Linked DNA regions of Hordeum vulgare: region 1 is linked to region 2. The links are chromatin contacts, called in public Hi-C maps. All regions are on one chromosome and are shown on one strand. The core of a region is the stretch at or near the end of the contact, and the rest is flanking DNA. Distances in the headings are between cores, read along the strand shown.

Region 1 (3,862 bases), core at 802-3,301, 600 kb before region 2:
TTTCAAAAAATGATCCCAATTTCAAAAGATTTCTATGTTATCATTTTTTTAAGTTTAAAAATATTCCAATTTAAAAATATGTTTATGTTTTTATTTTCTGAAGTTTCATAAAATGTTCCCATATTAAAAAATAAGAAATTACCGAAAGCTCTTCATCTTTATAAATTCATAAATGTTCGCTTATTCAAAAAAGTATTTTGTATTCTTGCTAAAAAAGTTTCCAATGTTTGTGCTTTCAAATTTCAACACTTTTCAAAAAATGTTCATGTTTCAAAAGATGTTCACGTTTTAATTTTTGTGAGGTTTCAAAAATGTTCCGATTCAGAAATAAACAGAATTTTCAGAAAGTGTTCATGTTATCAAATTTTATTCGGGAGTTTAGAAATTTCCTCATTAGTCCAGTTTTATTTTTGGAATGTAAAACATGTTCCCGTTTTAAAACAAAGTGTGCGTGATTTTGATAAATGTTCTTGCTTTTATAAAACATTTCAGTTTTTAGAATATCATTATCCAATTTAAAAACTGTTCTTGTTTCACAATACATTTAGTTATTTTCAAAAAATGCATCGAAAATTCCAAAAATAACTCATATATGCTTTTTAGGTTAGTTCTTAAATATTGATGCTGCAAATTAATCAAGAATTATCACTAGCTTAGCTGGTTGCAGTGCCTGCTCTATGGTCGAGTACATCATATAGAATGTTTCCTATTTAGCGCTGCACCCGGTCCTCGGCCGTCCCATTACAAAGTTAATCCGCTAAAAAGAACAGCGAACTCTGGGCCGGCCACGAGATTCAACTTTTCCTCCCTTCTATTCGTACCTACTTTTCTTTCTTATTCTTCATTTTAACTTTTCCATTTTCGAGTTCTATTTTTTCTTTTCTTCCTTTCCTGATTTCTTCCTTCACTGATTTTCATATTTTTATTTTCCTATATTCGTGAACATTTTCCAAATCCATGACGTTTTATAAAAAATTGATGAACTTTTATTTTCAAAATCAATGAACTTTTTAAATTTTAGTTAGCTATTTCTAAGAGTTGATGTTTTTTTTTCAAATTCTGTGATATTTTTTCAAGTTTGATGAACATTATCCAAAAGTTTTGAAAAAAATCAAATGCAGTGATCGTTTTCTAAAGATATATAAACTTTTTTCAACATCTTGAACTTTTTCCAGAATCTACGAACTTTTTTACATATTCTTTGATTATTTTAAAAAATTGATGCACAGTTTTTTCGAATTTGCTGATATGTTTTCAAATTCAGTAAACTTTTTCTAAACATTTATTCAAAATCTTAAACTTTTTCCAGAATACATGAAATTTTTCAAAATTGGATGACCGTTTTACAAAATTTTGATGAACTTATTTTTCAAATTTGTGGAACTGCTTTCGAATTCAGTGAACTTGTTCTAAACATTTCTATACAGTTTTTTAAAAAATTCTACGTTTTCCAGGATTGATGAGCTTTTTTTAGATTCAATTAACTTTTCTAAAAGTTGATTAATTTTTTCAAAAATTTCGATGAACTTTTTGTCAAATTTTAGGGACTGGTTACAAATTCAATGAACTTTTTCCATCTTGCCAAATTGTTTTTAATTTGTATAAACGTTTTGGAGAATAATTGATATCTTTAAATTCATGGTTTGTGCGAACGGTTTTTCAATAAATGTTTTCTTCATTTAATTATATATAATGGGTATGTAATAACAGTATATATTTAGTGCTTGTTCGAAATTAATGGTCAAAAGTAAATTTCATGATTTTCCCTATTTGATGAACTTTTTTCAAATGGATTAACCTTGTTTTTTAATTTCATGAACTTTTTTTGAATTCGATTGATTTTATGAAAATTGGACGAACTTATATGATTTTTTGTTTTAATTTTTCTATTTGTTTTTATAATCTACGTTTGATTAGTCAACTGGTCAACCACGCACCACCCTACAGAACAGCCCTCGAGCCAGCGAGCGAGCGAGCCATCAGGTGGGGGCGAGTCGAGGGATCGTCATATGGGCCGGCCCAGGAGTCTGCGGCTGTAAGCGCCAATTGCCTTAGCGCCTGAAGCGCCAACTAGGAGCACCCAGCACCCATCATATAGGAACGAGCCACTGCGTCGTACTAACATCTGCGGGCCCAATTGGTCGGGCCCATGAGCTAGCGGGACGTCCCCTTCTTGCAATTTCTTTTTCTTTTATGTTAATTTTTTATTATAATAATTTTCGATTTGAAAATAGTTCTAAATTTAAAAAATGTAAATTTAGGAAAACTATTCCTAAAGTAATAAAAATACCATGTGTTGAAAAATATATTCATGGATGTGAAAAATGTTCATGAATTTTATCAAATAATGCATGAATTCCAAAATGTTCATGAAATATAAAAAATGATAACATATACTGTATAGAATGTTCATGTATTTCAAAAAAAATCATGAATTCACCAAAATGTTTTACAAACAAAAAATCTATCAGAGTTTCAAAACTTGTATAGAAATTGAAAACAATTTTCGCAAGTTCTGTTTTATTTAACATTTTCACTAACAAAAAAATAGTTTGGATGAATATTTTTATACTTAGTTAATAAGATATAAATTTAAGTATAATTTTTAATTAGCTATTCTTTTTGAATTAGAAAACATTTATGAATTCCATAAATATTTTGAAATTTTTGAACATTTTTGGAAATTGTTTCGAATTTGATGGACATATTTTCATTTCAATGAACAAAATTTTGAATTCGATGAACAAAATTTGAATCTTAAAAGATGTTCATCTATTTGTGAACTATGTTTTTTGAATTTCAAAATATCTTCACCAGTTTAAAACAAATATTCCCATATTTCAAAAAATGGTTTTTTGAACTTATAAGTAACAAAGAAAAGAAAATTACAAAAGAATGCAAAAGGAAAATAAAAAAGCAAAATAAAAAGAAAGGGAGAATGAAAAATTATAAAAGAAAAAATTAAAGGATAAAAACGGCTTGGGAAGGTTAACCAGAAACAACTAGTTGGGTTGGCCCAAATAAATTCTCATCTACTCTAAAAACACGAGAGGGAGTTCCGAAACAATTTTTACGTCGCTGCAAGTTTGTGTTCCGACGGAAGGCCATCTGGAGGTCCGTTTCGTCACCCTACCGGAGGAGGGATCAATCACGGAGGGCCACTTCATTAACCTTGCTGCCCTCACGATGATGTGTGAGTAGTTCTCCACAAACATACGGGACCATAGTGAGTACCTAGATGACAACATCTCTCTTTGGTCTTTAGTACAATGACCATCGCATCTTCACTTTGATCCATATGATGAATTCCTTTTGTGTGGTGCGTTTGTTGGGATCCGATGAATTGTCGGTTGATGTTCAGATTATTCATGATAAATATTGAGTAACTTTTAAATAGTTATATGATTTTTATGTGCATGATTATGATAGCTTCGTAATTCTCTCTGATCTATTGAAATAGTTTGGCCAATTAGATCGATATTTCTTCGGTGAGAGAGGTGTGTTGTGGTAGGTTCAACCTTGTGAATTTCTATATCCTAGTCACAGAAGGGGACAAGATGCATCTTTGTGTTGCTGCTACTAAGGATAAAACGATGGGATTAATTCATATTGCTTGAGTTTACTATGTCTTCATCATGTCATTGTTCTCCGTGCATTACTTTGTTTCACTTAATACTCTAGATGCATGTTGGATAGCGGTTGATGAGTGGAATAATAGTAATAGGTGCAGTCAGGAGTCAGCCTATTTATTTATGGACGCGATGCCTATATGCACATGATCATTGTCGTGAATATCACATAACTATGTGCTTTTGTGTCAATTGCCCAACACTAATTTGTTTACCCACTTTATGCTATTTTT
Region 2 (3,630 bases), core at 705-3,204:
TGTGAAAACAAGAACATTTTTGGAAAACTGTGAACAATTTTTGAAAAAGGGAACATTTTCTGATATTCGAAAAGAAGTTTTGAAACGGGAACATTTTTTCAACCTATGTACACTTTTTGAAACACGAACATTTTTCGAACTTACATACATTTTTTGGAAAGACAATTAATTTTTTAGAAAATATAGTACAAATTTAAATTACTGAATATTTTCAAATCATGAGCATTATTAGAATTGGGGAAAAAATTTTGAACAAGTTTTAAATTAGTCAAAAAATAGAAAAAGAGAAATATTTTTATAAAAAGTATAGTTTTTGAAATATCGTGCATTTTTTTGAATACGAGAACAATTTTTTCAACATGAATATTTTTTTTAAATGAACAAATTTTGAAAGCAAGACCATTTTTTGTAATTCCTGATTATTTTTTGAAGCAAAAACATTTAAATATAAATTGTGACCAAAATTTGGAACAAGAGAATAATTTTGCAAATTCAGGAAAAAAATAGAAGTCAAACATAAAAAAGGAAAAGTAAAATAGAAGTGAAGGAAAAAAATGGAAACGAAAACAATAACCTATTTTTAAATAAATTGTTTTTCTAGAAAGCCCGAATATTTTTTGAAAATATGAAACCTTTTTTAAAATTCTGGAACATTTTTTTATGTTATATTTTTTTTTAAAGACACATTGATTTGAAATTCAGAATATTCTTATAAAAGCAAGAACATTTTCTGGAATTGAAGGACAATTTTTTAATATGATATTCGTTTTATAAAATAAAATAACCTTAAAAAGGAATAGAAAGAAACAGAAAAAAAAACGAAATAAAACCAAAGAACCGATTGAATGAACGTCCTAGAAGGTTCAAAAACCCTTCTCGAGGAAACTGGGCCAGCCCAAGTCTTCTCGGGGTGGTGTGCGGAGCCCCGATTATTTGGCGCAAAATGATGTCACTGTAGGGCGAACGAAAACAAAGTACTTTCTCTTGATCTTGAGATTTTTTTCCGTTGAACATACCGATTTTTCCTTTTTTTGATTCCTTAGAATCTTTTTTTGTTTGTCTGGCGGTATCAAACACCCACCTAATATCTTATCTGCCTCTTCAGGAAAATGAATATCTCCGGAAAATATTTTGAGTTTCGTATGCCTTTTTTTTTTAATCTTCACTCGAATCAGTTTGCATGACTATGAAAACACCTCTTTGGATCCTCGAATTGAAAGAGAGATTGAGAGGGATCAAGAATCCTAATTTCCGCTATTTGAAATGGATAAAATTATGTTGAGTCTGACTCATATTGATCATTTCTCTTTAGCAAAAAATGACCGGTTATCAAAGCGATCAAAGGAGGATTAGAAGGATCCGTTATCCGAAAATTTGTACTCATTTTTTGTTTCAAATATTCACTTGTCGCATACCATATCTCAACAACGGATTGGTATAATTTTTCTGCCGCGTGTACAACCCCATTATAATAGTGTTTCTTTAAAAGAAAACTCTATTATTCCGTGTCTTGGACTAACCATCCTTTAGATGATATTGTTAAAAGATCCTCGATTTCTAACGAAATCGATGTGATAGTGGCTTGATGGGAAGCCCTGCTCACGTCCACGCGCACCTCGTGCTGGCGTGCTGCTCCGGCCAGCTCGTGCCTAACGTGCCTACGGGCCAGCTCGTTTAGTTAGCGAACGTGCTTGGGCCTCGAAGGCCAGCACAGCCAGCACGCGTGCCGGCCCGGCCTGGCACGGCACGAACGCTAACTGGGCCGTGCCGTGCCTAGCCCGTTTAACCCAGGCCGTGCCGTGCCTGGCCGGCCCGTTTGGCCAGGTTTGCCAGTGACCCAAAAAAAGTGCAACTACGCTATCTCAGTTCTTCTGAAAAAAAAAACCTAAGCCATACCAGTGCTGTACAACAACGACGGCTGGCGGCCGGCGGCAGCTCAGTGACGCGGTGGCTCCGGCCGTCGGCCGCAGAGCGCGGAGGCGGCGAGGACGACCGAGGATAAGCAGCGTCGATGCGGTCGCAACGGAGCACGCGGGTGGGGGTCGGCGCTGGAGCCGCTCGGATGCCGGCTCCGTCGGCCAAATGGACGGCGACCGGACCTAAAGAAGAAGAAGGCGAAGCGAGGAGCCGAGCCTTCCTGAGCCCAAGCCTCCCTCTAGCGCTCCAAAAAAGAAAAGCTTCAGGCAGATCTGCTCTGCTCTAGGTACCGCCCGCCCAACCAAAGCCTCTTTTACCACAGCCATCCTCAGTATAAAAATGTGAGATGCCATTATCCTTTTTAGACTTTTTTTTTCAGAGCAAGTGATAAGGGACGAGGGGATTTTTTGGGTGGAATAAATCGACGAATTCATCAGATTGAGAAAAGGGAATAAAGTGGCACCAATAGTGCTCTGCATGTCTAGAACCTGGAGCTTGATAAAATGTCCTTGTCATTTCAAGTAAGACCATTTCCCCCCAAGCAAACCCCCAATAGTCGCAGGTATATTGTCTCGTGCAGTACCGGATTTTTCTTTTATCACCGGATAGTATCCGTAGCCGTCAAAGCACCGCTGGCTACGCGGAGTTTCCGCTGCATGGGATGAAAATCTATATATGCCGTAGCGCTGAGCTTCCTCTGAGGGAACAAAGGAAGGAATAATATTCTTTGGGGACACGGGGAACAATCTTTGAAAAATCATAATTGAATTGGCATTGTAAGCTCAGAATCCTTTGCTTTTTTGAGAAAGCAGAGTACCATTCTGTTGCGGAATGGACTGAACTTCACCTTCACCAGATCAGTACCCATTCATAGGATCGATTTATAAGATTTGATTTTCACCAGTTGGTCTTTGATTTGCTTTGCCGGTCGACATCCCATGGATGGATCGACAATGAACATGGTCTAGTGGAAACAGTATTTGCAACCGATAACGTCTTTACCTTTGCACTTCCATGTGGAATCAATTCCTCTGCAAACCAGCAGCGCGAGAAGCCCTGCCGTTTATAGACACTAAAACATCCAGGTCACAAAACCAAAGCTGTATGGTAGATGGTAACTGACCATTCTCTTTGTTGAAAAGGGAAAACCTTATTGATGTGTCTACACTTGATTAATGTTTTGATATTTTTCAATGGTGGTCAATCTGGCTAGTGGGAAGCTTGATCCAGTGATCTACAACAGATCGATTTCCATAATATGCCACACAGAGGAACAGTTGCTGCATAAATAAATATGTTAAATCGCATCAAAGTATGTTTATTGTATACTCCCTCCACACTTATTTTGGGACGGAGGGAGTATTAGATTGTAAAAAACCTCTAAGTTAGTAAACTAGATCTGTCCAGTTTTAGGAAATTTGTAAATACAGTGTGCCTTGGTAAAAAAACACACTTCTTTAAAAAACTGGAAATCATATTCTTATCATCTTTTTTCATTTATATTCATATATTCCTCTGCATATCTTACTTGCTCTCTCAGCTACAGGGTTATTCATGTTTCTTCTACTCGCGTTTGTTTCTGACGGCAACAGAGGCAAAGGAACATACATACTCAGGGTAGTCCCGACTGATGCTTTTCATGCAGATAAAACAGTACGGATAGCTGACCAGAAGTGAACATGGAACCTCTTGAATTATTGCGGAAAGGTGTGA

What was found. A called contact is a pair of places that touch in the nucleus more often than the background predicts.
Region 1: a contact with region 2 is called in a Hi-C map of leaf, with 6 times the contacts expected there. The contact joins the enhancer-like site here to the promoter of LOC123407636 in region 2. A contact is called at or near these places in 2 of 6 Hi-C or Micro-C datasets (leaf and seedling).

What each region holds. Positions count from the first base shown.
Region 1 is chr7H:30,080,075-30,083,936 of MorexV3_pseudomolecules_assembly, reverse strand. No RefSeq gene overlaps it. Among protein-coding and RNA genes, the nearest start is that of LOC123411103, 49 kb to the left of the region's middle. Within about 2 kb of position 2,051, at least 3 of the 3 cell types and tissues checked have open chromatin away from gene starts, as enhancers often do. A contact at or near this core is called in leaf and seedling, where this site is marked.
Region 2 is chr7H:29,481,929-29,485,558 of MorexV3_pseudomolecules_assembly, reverse strand. It overlaps LOC123407636, which reads left to right and starts at 1,954. Exons shown (of 7, transcript XM_045100817.1): 1 at 1,954-2,203; 2 at 2,283-3,624.